Linked DNA regions of Hordeum vulgare: region 2 is linked to region 1. Evidence: chromatin contacts called from public Hi-C data. All regions are on one chromosome and are shown on one strand. The core of a region is the stretch at or near the end of the contact, and the rest is flanking DNA. Distances in the headings are between cores, read along the strand shown.

What was found. Hi-C and Micro-C count contacts between places; a contact is called where the count stands out from the background.
Region 2: a contact with region 1 is called in a Hi-C map of leaf, with 2.4 times the contacts expected there. The contact joins two enhancer-like sites. A contact is called at or near these places in 2 of 6 Hi-C or Micro-C datasets (both in leaf).

Annotation. Positions count from the first base shown.
Region 1 is chr5H:538,324,379-538,331,128 of MorexV3_pseudomolecules_assembly, reverse strand. No RefSeq gene overlaps it. Among protein-coding and RNA genes, the nearest start is that of LOC123452503, 50 kb to the right of the region's middle. Within about 2 kb of position 2,353, at least 3 of the 3 cell types and tissues checked have open chromatin away from gene starts, as enhancers often do. A contact at or near this core is called in leaf, where this site is marked.
Region 2 is chr5H:538,452,645-538,459,529 of MorexV3_pseudomolecules_assembly, reverse strand. No RefSeq gene overlaps it. Among protein-coding and RNA genes, the nearest start is that of LOC123452506, 28 kb to the left of the region's middle. Within about 2 kb of position 2,034, at least 2 of the 3 cell types and tissues checked have open chromatin away from gene starts, as enhancers often do. A contact at or near this core is called in leaf, where this site is marked.

The DNA.
Region 1 (6,750 bases), core at 1,104-3,603:
GTTGCTAATGTTTTGGGCTTCATTCGTGAGAAGAAGTGTGACTTTATAGTCACGGCCAAAACATAGACTTTGCAATTTTAACATTGCTTAGTCACTATGAAAATAACAACCACAATGTGATGTGGATCTTGCAATATTGTTTGAGACACTCGTTATAAATTATGGTGTCCATCTTGATGGATGGATGACACTATAATTATAAATAGTGACGTAGGCTCTATTGCCATGCATTTTACGAATGTAATAGAAGGTAATCACAGGTATATGCAAATATTTTCATAGTTTTCTATGACATATTCAAGCACAATGTGCAAGAACAATATTTACCATGAGAGTAAAATATTTTAAAGAACAACAACAATAAATGCTTCAGAGGAGCAAATTCTAATACGGCTGATGTCTTATAGCCATATGTGTAGACCTCAATTTATATAGGATAACACTGTGAAGATAATCACCAATATGGTGTAGATCTCGCAGTAATAGAAAACATAGTCTGACTATTGTCAGTAGATGTTCATAATTCTATTACCTTATGTTATGCTATTTGTAAGAAAATCACTTTAAAGGTAGTCATCTGTCAGAATAACATGATGTAGACCTTGCAGTAATAATGGATAGTCTGCGAAATTTTGCAGTAAATGCCAATATTACCTTATGATTTCTTGAGGTAGTCACATATAATATTAATATTTAAAAGAGCACTTTGAAGGTAATTATCTTGTAAATTTGACAAGATGTAAACCTCACAGTAATGATGGATAATCTGTAAATGATGCAGTAGATGCCATCGACACCTTGTGATTCACAAATAAAATATGGTGTAGTCATATTGAGTATGACACTTTGTAATCCTTGTTTGAATTACATTTAGATCCAAAAAGGAAATAAAAATCCGTTGGAAATATATAGTTGTTGTATTGAAAATCCAAAGTGTGTTATATGTGATGGCTTGATTACAAAATATAGTAATCTAGTGAAACGTAAAGTTTGTTAGCCTTAAGGCTGACCAAAAAGTACATGAATTTAGCAATACCCGATGGATGTCCAGCAGAAACAGAACATGAGTGACGTATCAGCATTTTCATGGACTTGTGTGTTGTTCGAATGAATTCCGAGCACTAAATTGCAAAATAGCCAAAGGGATAAGATTTCCCAATCTTTCTCCCGTGTGGTTCTCCTGTGCAGTTCATGGAGTACGCCCCTACACATAGCACGCTTGAAGATGACGGCACGCCGGACGTCGATGGCCTCCGTGGCTGCGCCTGGGAGCGTCGCCACCGGGGAGCCGCCGCTTGGCTGGGAGGGGCTCGTTGCGCCGCGCGCTGTCGGAGGGCGTCGTGTCGCCCGCGTGCTGGAAGAGCCGTGCCAGGGGGCGCGGGCACTCGTGCCGCGCTAGCCGTCCGCATAGCCTCTTCGGAGGCAAGGCTAGAATCGCCGGGCGCCATATTGTGCTGCAGTGTCTGGAGGTTTCTATGGCCGCCGGCCGCCTCCGCGAAGGCCGATGGCCATGGTTGCGCTGGACAGCGTTACGTCGCCGTTGGCCTTGTCCAGCAGGTTAGTATTCGTGTGTGAGAACAAGAAAAATTGGATTAGGATCAACTCATGATGTAGCAATTAAGGTTCAAGAGTTTTGATCTGTGTACTTCGTGTGTGAAGTACGGAATCTGATTTGATGCTACTAGTTCGTGACTTGACTCCCCTTTTTTCTTATTCGATTTATGCTTCCTGATTCATGTTCTTCTTGGTTTTTCTCTGTTCTTCATAAGGAAATACACAGTTCTTCCTCCTATACTTCTTGTTTTGCGATTCCCAAAATACAAGTAGTTATTAGATCTTAGATTGATTGCAAGAAAACAAAGACAAATTGAACAATCTCCTGCTACAGTTTTCCTCTTTTACGAATGTATGCATGTCCATGGATTATTTCTGTGGACTTCGTCGAGACCATCGAATCTGCAGCGATGACAAGAATTCTCTTCTCTCGTGTGGCCTTTTCTCAGCGGAGAACAGAAGTGCATGATAACGTGTGAAGAGTAGAAGAAGAGAGGAAGCAAATGATGGAACGGTTATCTCATTGATTGAAGTTTTGGGTATATATACCCCGGTACAGAAGCGGTTTACAAGGAACAGTTGCCAATATAAGCAACCGACATAAGCAGGGATTATCTCCTAATTAATTTAATTAATTTATTCCTAACAACCAGAACGACGCAAAAACACCACCAAGGATGAGAGGTCCACCATGCCCAATCCCACTGCCAGGCGAGCCCTCACAAGAGCCCAGCGTGCCGGCGAGATCCAGCAGAACTAGCAGGGCCCGTAGCCCACGAGAATCACTGGAGAGCACGGTCCACCATGGCCAGAACCAGAGGAGCCAAACATGGGAGGACGCACCTGCCACGACCCTGATCCTCCCTACATAGCAAGCCATGTGGCCAACACACCGCCGTGGAGTACACACCGTTGCGCAGCCGCGCTGCGGCGCCCTATGCCAGCATCACATTTCGGAGCATGTACATCTGCCCCTCATCGAGAATTCAAGTGGGCATGCGGCATGCCACTCCAATCCTGTATGTTTCCAATTCCTCTGTTTTGGAATCCTGCAAATGAAAGAGGCCCTTATATAAGCCGATGGACATGCATAAAAACATGCTCATGTTCTAAGGCCATGTTTGTCTAAAAATGGAGATAAAGGTATGCTGTATTTTCTAGCATAAAAATATTCATGTCTTTGTTTCTCTAAACAAAAACCTTTGTATCTTTTTTTCTTTTCAAAAAGAAGGAGAACCACCGGCCAGGACGATGCATACAACAATATATTATTAAGTGTAAAATTCAGTAACCGAACAACATCTACCCGGAAACAAAACATAAAAAACCCGAGGCCGCATGCCTCGCGACAGTAAGTCCATCGAATAGTCACTAACCCTATGTTACAAGACGATATCAAAACAACACCTAGGCTACGTCATCAAGAAGGTATCGTTGCACCTGCGTCGATTATCGCGAGTCCAACACAAGGTTGAACTTCGATTTCTTATCCTCGAAGCCAAACTTCAATCTACCATCTTCAGCAAGGACATGGCACAGGTGTGTCTGATCAAAGATTTTGTGTTTTCACCTGATTGCATAAACTAGTCATTGAAGCAGTAAGTACTATCATCCCTTGTTCGTCTACCAATGCCTCAATTATCGGATACCTCTGAAGAAGACACCAGAAGACAATGTCTCATACCGCCTCACTCCCACCACTCTCACACCATCTTCGATCCAGCACAGCAACATGCACAATGCTCAGCGTTTCCGTACAGAACACACTTGATGTACCGGTCTGCACAATGCTTCAATGGATACTAAATATACCATCGTCCTACCCATAGCAAGGATAATTTTGGTGAATCGATGGCACATGGCTTAGCCTCAGATCCTACTGTTGTTGAGTGAAGCACACTAGACACTGGCGAACAACATATGATGGATGGTGGGCAAGTAATCAACCGATGTATATTATTTTGGGTAATCCAAACAACATTGAAGTCTTGCATGTTGTGTCCGGGGGTACGAGTGCTAGTCCTAGTCTTAATAAGTTTTGCTTAGACGTGAATAGTTTCTTATCCAATCTAACGGTTATAGATTAGTAGATTATAGGCAAGAGTACTAGTCCGTGTCCTGATAGGTTTTTTAGGTGTGTGTTCGTGTTGTATTCGAAAGTCCGGGTTGAGTCAGTTTGCTAGCCGTAGAGTTAGGTTGAGGCATATATATATGCGTGTATACGCTCCGTTTTGTAACATTAGAAAAACGAGAAAAAAACAATAAAGAGATTTTTACGAGGCACGACACGTGCCTCGGACTATCTTCGTGTTGTTGCGTTCACGTGCGTGTGTTCTGGTCTCGGTGTTTGCATGAGCGACGGCAAGATATCGAGTGCTACAGCTAGTTCGTATACGTCAACCCGAGTTACGCGTATACAACTAGTCGAGCTGCAGGGTGATCTTGTGTTCGGTCCTGAGGGCGAAAAGCCAATAATTGGTATCTAGAGCAAGGTGTGGAAGCTTCGTCGTCAAGTTGCGTCACGGTGGAGTTGTCGTCGCCGTCAAGTTGTGTCACGGACGACGGAAAATCGAAGAAGAGGATCATGTCGACTTCGAAGGCGAGTGGTGGTGGTGTGACCATCCAGTATCCCATGCTTGATGGTGACAATTATGGAGTGTGGGCCGTGAAGATGAAGATCTTCATGCATGCACGTGGGGTCTGGGCAGCAGTGGATGGTGAAGGCGCGGTCGAAGAGACAAAGGACCAATAGGCTTTCGCCGCCATAGCCCAAGGTGTGTCTGATGCCGTTTTCATGTCTATATCGGAGAAAGAGATGACAAAGGAAGCTTGGCAAGCACTCAAGGAGATGCATGTTGGAGATGATCGTGTCAAGAAGGCATGTGTTCAAGCTCTAAGGAGGGAGTTCGAGAGGATGAGCATGAAGGCGTCAGAAGGGGTTGGTGAATTTGCGCTAAAACTAACCTCCCTGGTTAATGAGATGCGAGCTCTCGGATCAAAGATGGAGGACATCGTGGTTGTGGAGAAATTACTACGAGTTGTTCCCGACAAGTTTTTACCGATCGTTGGCACCATCGAGCAGTGGGGCGATGTGACGAAGATGTCGGTGATGGAGGTGATCGGGCGGCTAAAGACCTATGAGTTGACATTGAAAGGACGGGAATGTGACCAAGAAGAGGAGCAGTTGATGTTCTCGCACAATAAGGAGAAAGATAAGCTGAAGTACCAGAAGTTCGACAAATCTAAAGTTTGTTGCTACAATTGTCAGGACTATGGACACTATTCTCGAGAGTGTCCTAATCCGTGGAAGTAGGCAAAAAAAGGAGCACGAGATTCTGCAACTAGCTAAAATGGACGTGGATGACGGCCCAGGGTTGCTTTAATGAAGAGGTAGCGGCGAAAAAAACAAAAAAAAAAGTCATGTCTTTAGTTTTTTGTTTGTGTCTGAGTCGTTAGTGTGTCTCGGCGAGAAGACGAAGGCCAACGTGAAGATGGATGCGCACCAGTTAAGTTGAGTTCCTGCATGAGAGGCTATGTGTTTAGTCTGTATGTAGCACACTAAGATGTGACGGTGTGGGCTGGTAATCCAGGTGATATGTTGGGTTTAAGTCAACAACTCAAAAGTTTACATTAGGGGGTGAATGTTGGGTAATCCAAACAACATTGAAGTCTTGCATGTTGTGTTCGGGTACGAGTGCTAGTCCTAGTCTTAGTAAGTTTTGCTTAGACGTGAGTAATTTCTTATCCAATCTAGCGGTGATAGATTAGTAGATTATAGGCAAGAGTACTAGTCCGTGTCCTGGTAGGTTTTTTAGGTGTGTGTCCTGTTGTATTTGAAAGTCCAGATTGAGTCAGTTTGCTAGCCGTAGGGCTAGGTTGAGGCATATATATATATGCGTGTATACGCTCAGTTTTGTAACACCAAAAAAACAAGAAAAGCAATAAAGAGATTTTTACGGGGAACGACACGTGCCTCTGGCTATCTTCGTGTTGCTGTGTTCGTGTGCGTGTTCTGGTTCCGGTGTTTGCATAAGCGCCGGCGAGATATCGAGTGCTACTGCTAGTTCGTATACGTCAAGCCGAGTTACGCGTATACAACTAGTCGAGCTGCAGGGTGATCGCTTGTTTGGTCGTGAGGACGAAAAGCCAACATATTACACCTTTAATATGTGCTACTGAACCACGACTCATATGTCTAATTTATGTCATATTAAAGCCTTTTATTTTGGTTTGTCCATATAGCCAACAACATTTTTCTCTCTCGATCTTATATGACCCAAACCTTTTGATTGATCAGCTACATATAAGTCCTCCCATATTCTATTCTTGGATATCCAACATACCTTGTTTTTTGGTCGAGATGGCCACAACACCATCTCTGCATAGTCAGCTATCACATCACTTTGGTCGTGTCTACGCACACAGGCATTTCTTCGGAATGAGAGGCCCAGGGAAAACTTTGATGATGAGATAAGGAGCTGATGCAACTGCCACATTCTCTCAAGAGACTGACAGCTTGTGGTTAGGAAGGAAATTTAATTATGTAGTCCCGACCATCAGCTTTTCATAGATGAACTTTTCATCACTGCCGGCCACAAGCACCACTCGATGGTGACCACCGCCACAAGGAGGCGTCATACGGTCTCACACACCTAGGGAGAGGGAAGCATGCAGTAGAGCTACCATGCTAACCAGCTACACATACGGTCTCATACGGGGTTGCAAGTGCGACGAGGTGAAATTAGGCTCGCTGGCTGCAATGATGATCAGCCAAACTGCTGTTGATCGTTCCAAGGATGCTGCACTAGTCCAGGAGATCAAAAACAGCAGTGTTGGCTGGGTTCTGGTCTTGAAGGGATTGTAAATCTTTGTGTACTGGATAAGCTTGATTCAGGTTGATTAATATAGATCCCTTCCCCCCCCCCCCCCCCCCCCCCCACACACACACACAAAAAGAAGCGGCCATGCGCGAGTAATGCTACACGTACAAACTGTTTATGGGACTTTTTACGGGCTGATTAGGTATGAAAGGTTCGAATTAAATAAAGGGGCGGTGGGGCAATTAGGCTATAATGTGGAAAATAACTTAGACTACATTATGTTACTATTTTTATAGTGTAAAGTATCATAGCAATAGTGTGGTCATACATGGTTGTATTTACAAAATTATAGACTCAACTTGTCTTGAGAGGTGCT
Region 2 (6,885 bases), core at 785-3,284, 130 kb before region 1:
AACACGATCTTGAAGCCCCATGCTGTCTCACCACGGCAACGCAAGGAGAGGCCGACACAACAATGAAAAGGAGCCATGACTAGGAACAACAACATTGTCGGTACGCGGGAGGGCTCAACCTCCACCGTCAATGATGGTAGCTGACTGGATGCAATAGCAGGATCATACCATGCCCATGGGCCCACAAGCCCGACTGGGACATCAAAGCCCGTAAAACTCCTGCCATCGCGCAGCAAGAGGCATGTTGTTGGCATCGTTGCCCCGTACAAGCTGCTCCTCCTCCTCACCACGCAGAGGACATCGAAGCAGCGCTGGGTGCTGACCCGCTAGGACCCAAATGGGGCCCGTAGGGCCCAGATTTAGGTCGGGGGCGCGTCGCCGGCCACCCCACGCCACCACGCCGCCCCGCCACCAAGAGCAGCGCCACCACCTCACCCACCGTCGGCAATCACCGCCGGGTCGCAGGACTGCCACCAAGTTGAGATGTAGTGCCGCTGCCCCCTGCCCCGGGAACGGGAAGAACACACGCGGGGAAAGGAGATACCTCCGCCACCAACACCACCCGGACCAGGGGCGGGGCACCAGTTGGCGCTGGCGGGGGGGAGGGGGGGGGAGGGGGAGGGGGAGGAGTTCGGGCCGCCCCGGGAGGCGACGTTAGGGAGGGATCTGGGAAGGGGAGGGGGACAAGGCACGAGCCGAGCGCTACCGACGGTTGGAGGGCGAGGGGGGCCGGCGGCGACGGGGTGGAGGCGGGGGAGGAACCCTAGCGGGGGCTAGCGGGAGCGGGGCCTTAATTCCTTGAGCTTCAGGTTTAAGAGAGAGATCAAGTCCTCCTCTTTGAGCCACTACTTCATCAACAGCCAGTGCGTCTGCTGGCCGTGATCTGGTTCAGATGGTGCCACTGCAACGGCGACACGACGACCAACGCGACGGCGTCGGCCATGGCCTAGATTGGTATGTGGATTGGATGGATCCTTCCTCTTCGACTAGGGTCGGGTGTGTGGCAGTGGATTCGCTGGGTGGGGATGGTGTGTTTCGCGTGGGGAGCTTTTGAAGGAGAATTTTTGGCAAGAGTTGGTAAGGGGAGGTGCGTGTGGCTTCGTCCAAAACGAGCGAGAGATCGCGTGACAGGAGGCCGCGCATCCGAGGCGACCAAACGATGGGAGTCACTACTTAGGAAGCGCTCCTTCCTGAGCCTCCCAGCAAGCACTCCCGCGCGCAGCCACTTGGCGTTCTCAGCCGACGCCGCGTGTCGCGTTCTGAACGCTTCCTTTGGATTTTTTCTATGCGTTTTGGGCTTTTAAAGTGGGTTTTTCTGATTTTTTTTTGATGTTTCGGTTTTCATCGTTCTTTCTTAGATTTGTGATGAATTTTTTTCCAAAAAAAATAGTTTTTTTTTCACGAAAAACGTGTTTTCTGTTTTTTTTCGCGAGAGACGCGGTTGGAGAGGCACATTTTTACCTTCGCGGGAGGCATGGCCATGCCTCTCGGAAACGAAAATACGCGTTTTTTTACGAGAGGCATGATTTTGCTTTCGCGAGAGGCACGGTTTTGCCTTAGCGACCGTGCCTCTCGAAAAGGAAAAAAACGCGTTTTCTAGGTTTTTTCCTGGGAGGCACGATTTCGCTTTCACGAGAGGCACAATTTCGTGCCTCTCGAAAAGGCTTCTGTGAGAGGCACGGTTTTGTCTTCGTGTGCCTCTCGAAAAAAAACGTGAAAACGGTTCGTCAAAAGCTATCGACATGGGATCTAATTGTAAAGATCTCGACGCGAGAAATCTAACAATGAAAACGGTTCGAAATTTGGACACACGATTTAGAAGATAAAATATTTTGAAAATACGTATCTTAGAAAAAAGGAAAAACTTTTAGGTTGAAGTGGCATGCATCTAGTGCCCCACTTGTTACAATTTAAGAAGGTGGGAGTGATCTTTAAAAAGAATATTTCCTAATTAATGATTTCGCTGGAATCAGTGTGCACGCTGCCTGGGCCAGTTGGGCCAAAGATTTGTTACCGGGCTCCGTCATTTGATCCAGGCCCGTCGTGGAAGGTGGAAGCCCAGAGCTATCCTCGGTCTATATATACACACACTCGGGTCCGTTTAGCTACATGATTCCGGTGCCTGCCTGCTGCTCCCAACGTACCAACAACTACTTGATACTAATACAGTCAAGCTCTTTTTAGACCATAGACAGTTGAGCATGTAACGCCATGTACGCATGGGACACTGTACGCGTATGATACCTCCCCCCCCCCCCCCCCCCAAAAAAAAAACCCACACACACGCGTGCGTGCGTTTCTTCAAAGTTCGGAATGAGTGGCATCGGGAAAACAGCTTTGACTCCGCGCTCAAAAGGTCTTGAGATATCGTGCCTACCGGTGGTCGTGTCGCGTAGCTCTCTTTGAACCATGGCATCTAGAACTTGCACTGGCAAGGGCAGACCCACGAAACTGTGAAGCGAGTCGGAGTATCTGATGGTCAGTTGAAGTCCAACAGAAAACCGCAGTGGTCAACTTCTCCCATGCGTGCACTCATGTCCTAACGAGGTTTGGGGTATGGCAGATGCAATTTCTTTGTTGCATCACATTTCATAGATGTCACAGTTTTTTTCTCGGAATTTGCGCATCGATGAACTTGGCCAATATGGGGTAAATTGGAATGGAAAATTACGGAATTGCAAATTGAAACTTGCATGAATCAACTGGGAACGGTGATTTGTAATAGAAAAAACATGAAGAACCATGAATCTGTATGTACACAATACTGGAATCTTCCTTCTTCGTATGCATGTAGTCCGACTACGTACACATAGATTCATTATCTATATAGATGTGATCTAATCTCATCCATCAATTTAACCCTTCTCTTCCACTAATCACCCAATCGATATTGCTTTATATGACCTTCGCGTAAGACAATATTTGTGGTCATGTTGGCAAAATTGAATTACTTTGTGTTTTTTATATAGATCAAGAGTATTTTTGTTTCAAAATATATTCACTATTGTATCTGTATCTCTCCTTATTCACTCTATATCTGTTTTATGTAGTATCTGCTTCCACATTGCAATTTCTAATTCTTTCTCTCATTCACTAAAGCTTGCAAAAACTAGCAGCCATAACCATTTTGCTCTATTTCCATTCATATATCCAATATACAGCTTGCATTATATAATATTAATTGCAGTTAATGATAATGTGTAATTATTTCGTTCATGGCATCCCCAAATTATCCTACGTTGATTTTCTTTGAACTGGGATAGCAATAGCATGTTCATAAGCACCATATTTGGCTAACAAGAACCACAATCTAACAATCCCAGCATCATTATAAGCACAATTTTTCTTTTCCTGATGGAGTAATTTATATGACACACACACTCAACAATATTGTCACAATTTTGTCACATGTATGCTAACCTCCATGTGAGCCGAGGGAGTGAGGGACTTAATAACCTTTCTTGGCATGCGCTTTATGAGGTAGATGGTGGTGAGAAATGCCTCATCCCAAAACTTCAGTGCCATGGATACGTGGACAAGTAGAATGAGACAAAAGTCTAAGATGTGATGATGTTTGCTCTCGCTAGAAGCATTATTTTGGTGAGCATGGTGACAAGAAATATTGTGAGAAGCACCAATTTTCTAGAAAAAAAGCATTAAGTTTATGATATTACCTCCCCGATCTATTTGGATGTTTTTTTATTAAATTGCCACTCAATAAGTTGCTAGAAATCATGGAATTTTTTAAAGCTCGAAGAAATAAATTATAAAAACTTACTATAGTCATCAATAAGACTCACATACTAATTATTGCGACTCACACAAGTAGGAGTAACACCCCCAAACATCCAAGAAAATCAACTCTAATGGAAAACTAGACACACTCTTCGAAGGAGGATATGGAAATTGATGAATGTTGCCCGTGACTCATGAAAAACCGATGCATTATTAGAATCAACGGGAACAAAAATTTAAATTTCTTTAAGAGTTTTTCAGATGATTGAAGATGTGGGATTCTTAAATCGATTGTGCAACCTAGCAACCATAGACTTGGTGACATCAAGACCACGTGCGGCTTGATTATTCTTCAACGGGTAGATTACCTCCCTCAATCCATAGTGCGAGAGAACTTTTCCCAAATAAGTGTTATTATCATATGATGCATGTAAGAAATATTCTTTGTGGCACTAGGAACAATGAAGGATGCTTTTAAGATGAAGGTCACAATTTGGGGTTTTAACGATGCATGACCAATACAACTAATCTTTATAATTATGCCACTGGCAACATGATCTAATCATCACCATGATACCTACCATATACCGCCAGTTTGTCCAATTGACCTATTATGTCATCTCTGGTTCCGGGATCTGCATGTCGTGTCAATGCCTTAGTAACTATGACAGACATGTGTTGCGTTCTAGGTCATGGAGGCTTTGATCGATTCGCTTCAATCCAAGACTCCATGGCCCTGTTTGAAGCACAATTGAGACATGGGATTCTTGGATGTATCACCATCATAACTCTGGCACTGGTGGAAGTTGCCACATACATCTCCTACAACAATTTTCCCTGGAAAGGAGGGTTACCCCCGGCCTCTCCATCCTATGAGGCAAACACTCATATTCATTAAGTTTAGAGCATCACACGTTGAGTACATCATACAAAGAATAGTAACGAAAACAAAGCTAGAAATAACCAGACACTAATAAGATATAATGATGCAAGCACATATCCTATTATTGTGTCGTCATCCAGCCTTAGCAAAGAATTCCCATGCAAACATCTCCAATTGAGTGCACCAAAATCCATGAATCCACTGTCCTCCACACGAATCAGGGTAACCATGCATGTATGAAGCATGTGGTTATGTAGATGACCTGCATGGAATTTAAAATTTTGATTTTTAAGCTAATTACGACAATTCTGTAATGCCTAAAGTAATGCACAAACATTGACAAATATGTGCCTTAAGCGAGGAGGAAACTCCCCACAACTAGTTACAGACCATATTCACCATGCTAGTTGGGGGTAGCAAATCTAAAACTACATGTATCTTTTGCCACACCAATATTGCAAACAGGCAAGTGATGAATAATCACACATAAACAATATTTGTTTGCATCCCAGCCAATGACGCTTGGTTGGGTTACCTTTGGTCAAAATGTCAGCTTTATGTATGAACCACTTAAAGATATTTACTTTTAGGGGGGGGGGTTATTAACTTTCAAATGTATTTATTTATAAAGACCAGTGTTGATAACGTTAGCATACACCTACAACATGAAAGCCATCATGGCGTGCCCGCTAGAGCGGCCACTACCACTGTTGTGATTGTCGTGGTAGTATCATTTGCCATCACCATGTCCACGTGATGTGGCATTGGCAGAGAGATACTGCCTGCTAGAGCTTCGATCCATCCATGCCTCGAAGGCCAGAACCTACAAGTACAAGTTGTGAGGATGATTGTATCCATTTTGGCGGACATGGATGATACCAACAGATTGTTGTGTGTGTACAATCTGGCAAGGAGCGTCGATATTTGGCCGTCGTCATCGATCTTCTTTCCCGCTACAGCAAGTTCATTGATGAGGCCTCTCATCTCAGTGAAGTAGGCATTGGCCAACATCTCGTTCTTCTTCGTGTTCGACAGCTGCATTCGTTATTGAATAATGCGAGCACGAGATTAGGAAAAACAATGCAAGGACTTCCTTACTTTCACTTCAAACGAAAAAAAATGTTTTTGTTTTCTCGAAACATGGTATTTTATATCTTGTTTTCACATTTTCCGTATAGATCATTCTTGATTTACCGGTCCCCACAACGCTTCACAACATTCACATCATAAGAGCAAATACAATAGAGTTGAGTCAGCTGGCTATAACGAATAAACTAATATATTTTTGTTTAGTTAGAGGAAAGAGAAGAGGAGAGAGAAGGTAAGAGCAAGTACAATAGTATAGCCAGCTGCTGGCTATAAGCCATTGCCATGTCATCTATAGCTCATCTTATAGCCAACATGTACAATAGTTCATTGCAAAAGTGTACTACTTCTTTATTATATGGTCCACCTTTCATACTCACAAAATGCCTAGGAACACGTGATAGAGCTGGCTCTTAGCTAAGAGCCCGCTTACCTTCTCTCTCATCTTCTCTTTCCTCTTACTAAACAAAAATATATTAGTTTATTCCTTATAGCCAGCTGACTCAGCTCTATTGTACTTGCACTAAGCGGGCTCTTAGCTAAGAGCCGGCTCTAGCACGTGCTCCTAGGCATTTTGTGAGTATGAAAGGTGGACCATATACTAAAGAAGTAGTACACTTTTGCAATGAACTATTGTACATGCTGGCTATAAAATGAGCTATAGATGACATGGCAACGGCTTATAGCCAGCAGCTGGCTATACTATTGTACTTGCTCTACTGTCTCGGTGAAACAACGCAACATACACTCTTACACTTAGAAAGGCTATTTTTTTTTGAACCGAGGGAACACGATCAAAGACTCAAATCCTATGTCTGCTGAGTCAAGAACACGAGACACGGGCCAGCAACATATGCTGGACGCTAGGCATAAGTCTAACACCTGCTAGTAAAGTGCTAGCCATAAATCTAATTTATGGCATATTAAAAGTTGATATTTTAATCGATCCTTACGCGTAGCCATCAAATTTGCCTTTTTTTTCTCTCCGTCTTGTTAGAATAAATTCGAGGCACACCGTCGATCATCCAAAGACCAAGCAATCACACGAGCACGGTACCGAGATTTGTTAACGAGGTTCACCGATATGGCTACATGCGTCAACAGGTTCAACCGGAGAGCAACACCGACTTATGACAGGCATCGGGCCCTCTCCCCCCAAAAGACTAACCTTTTAGGAGGGG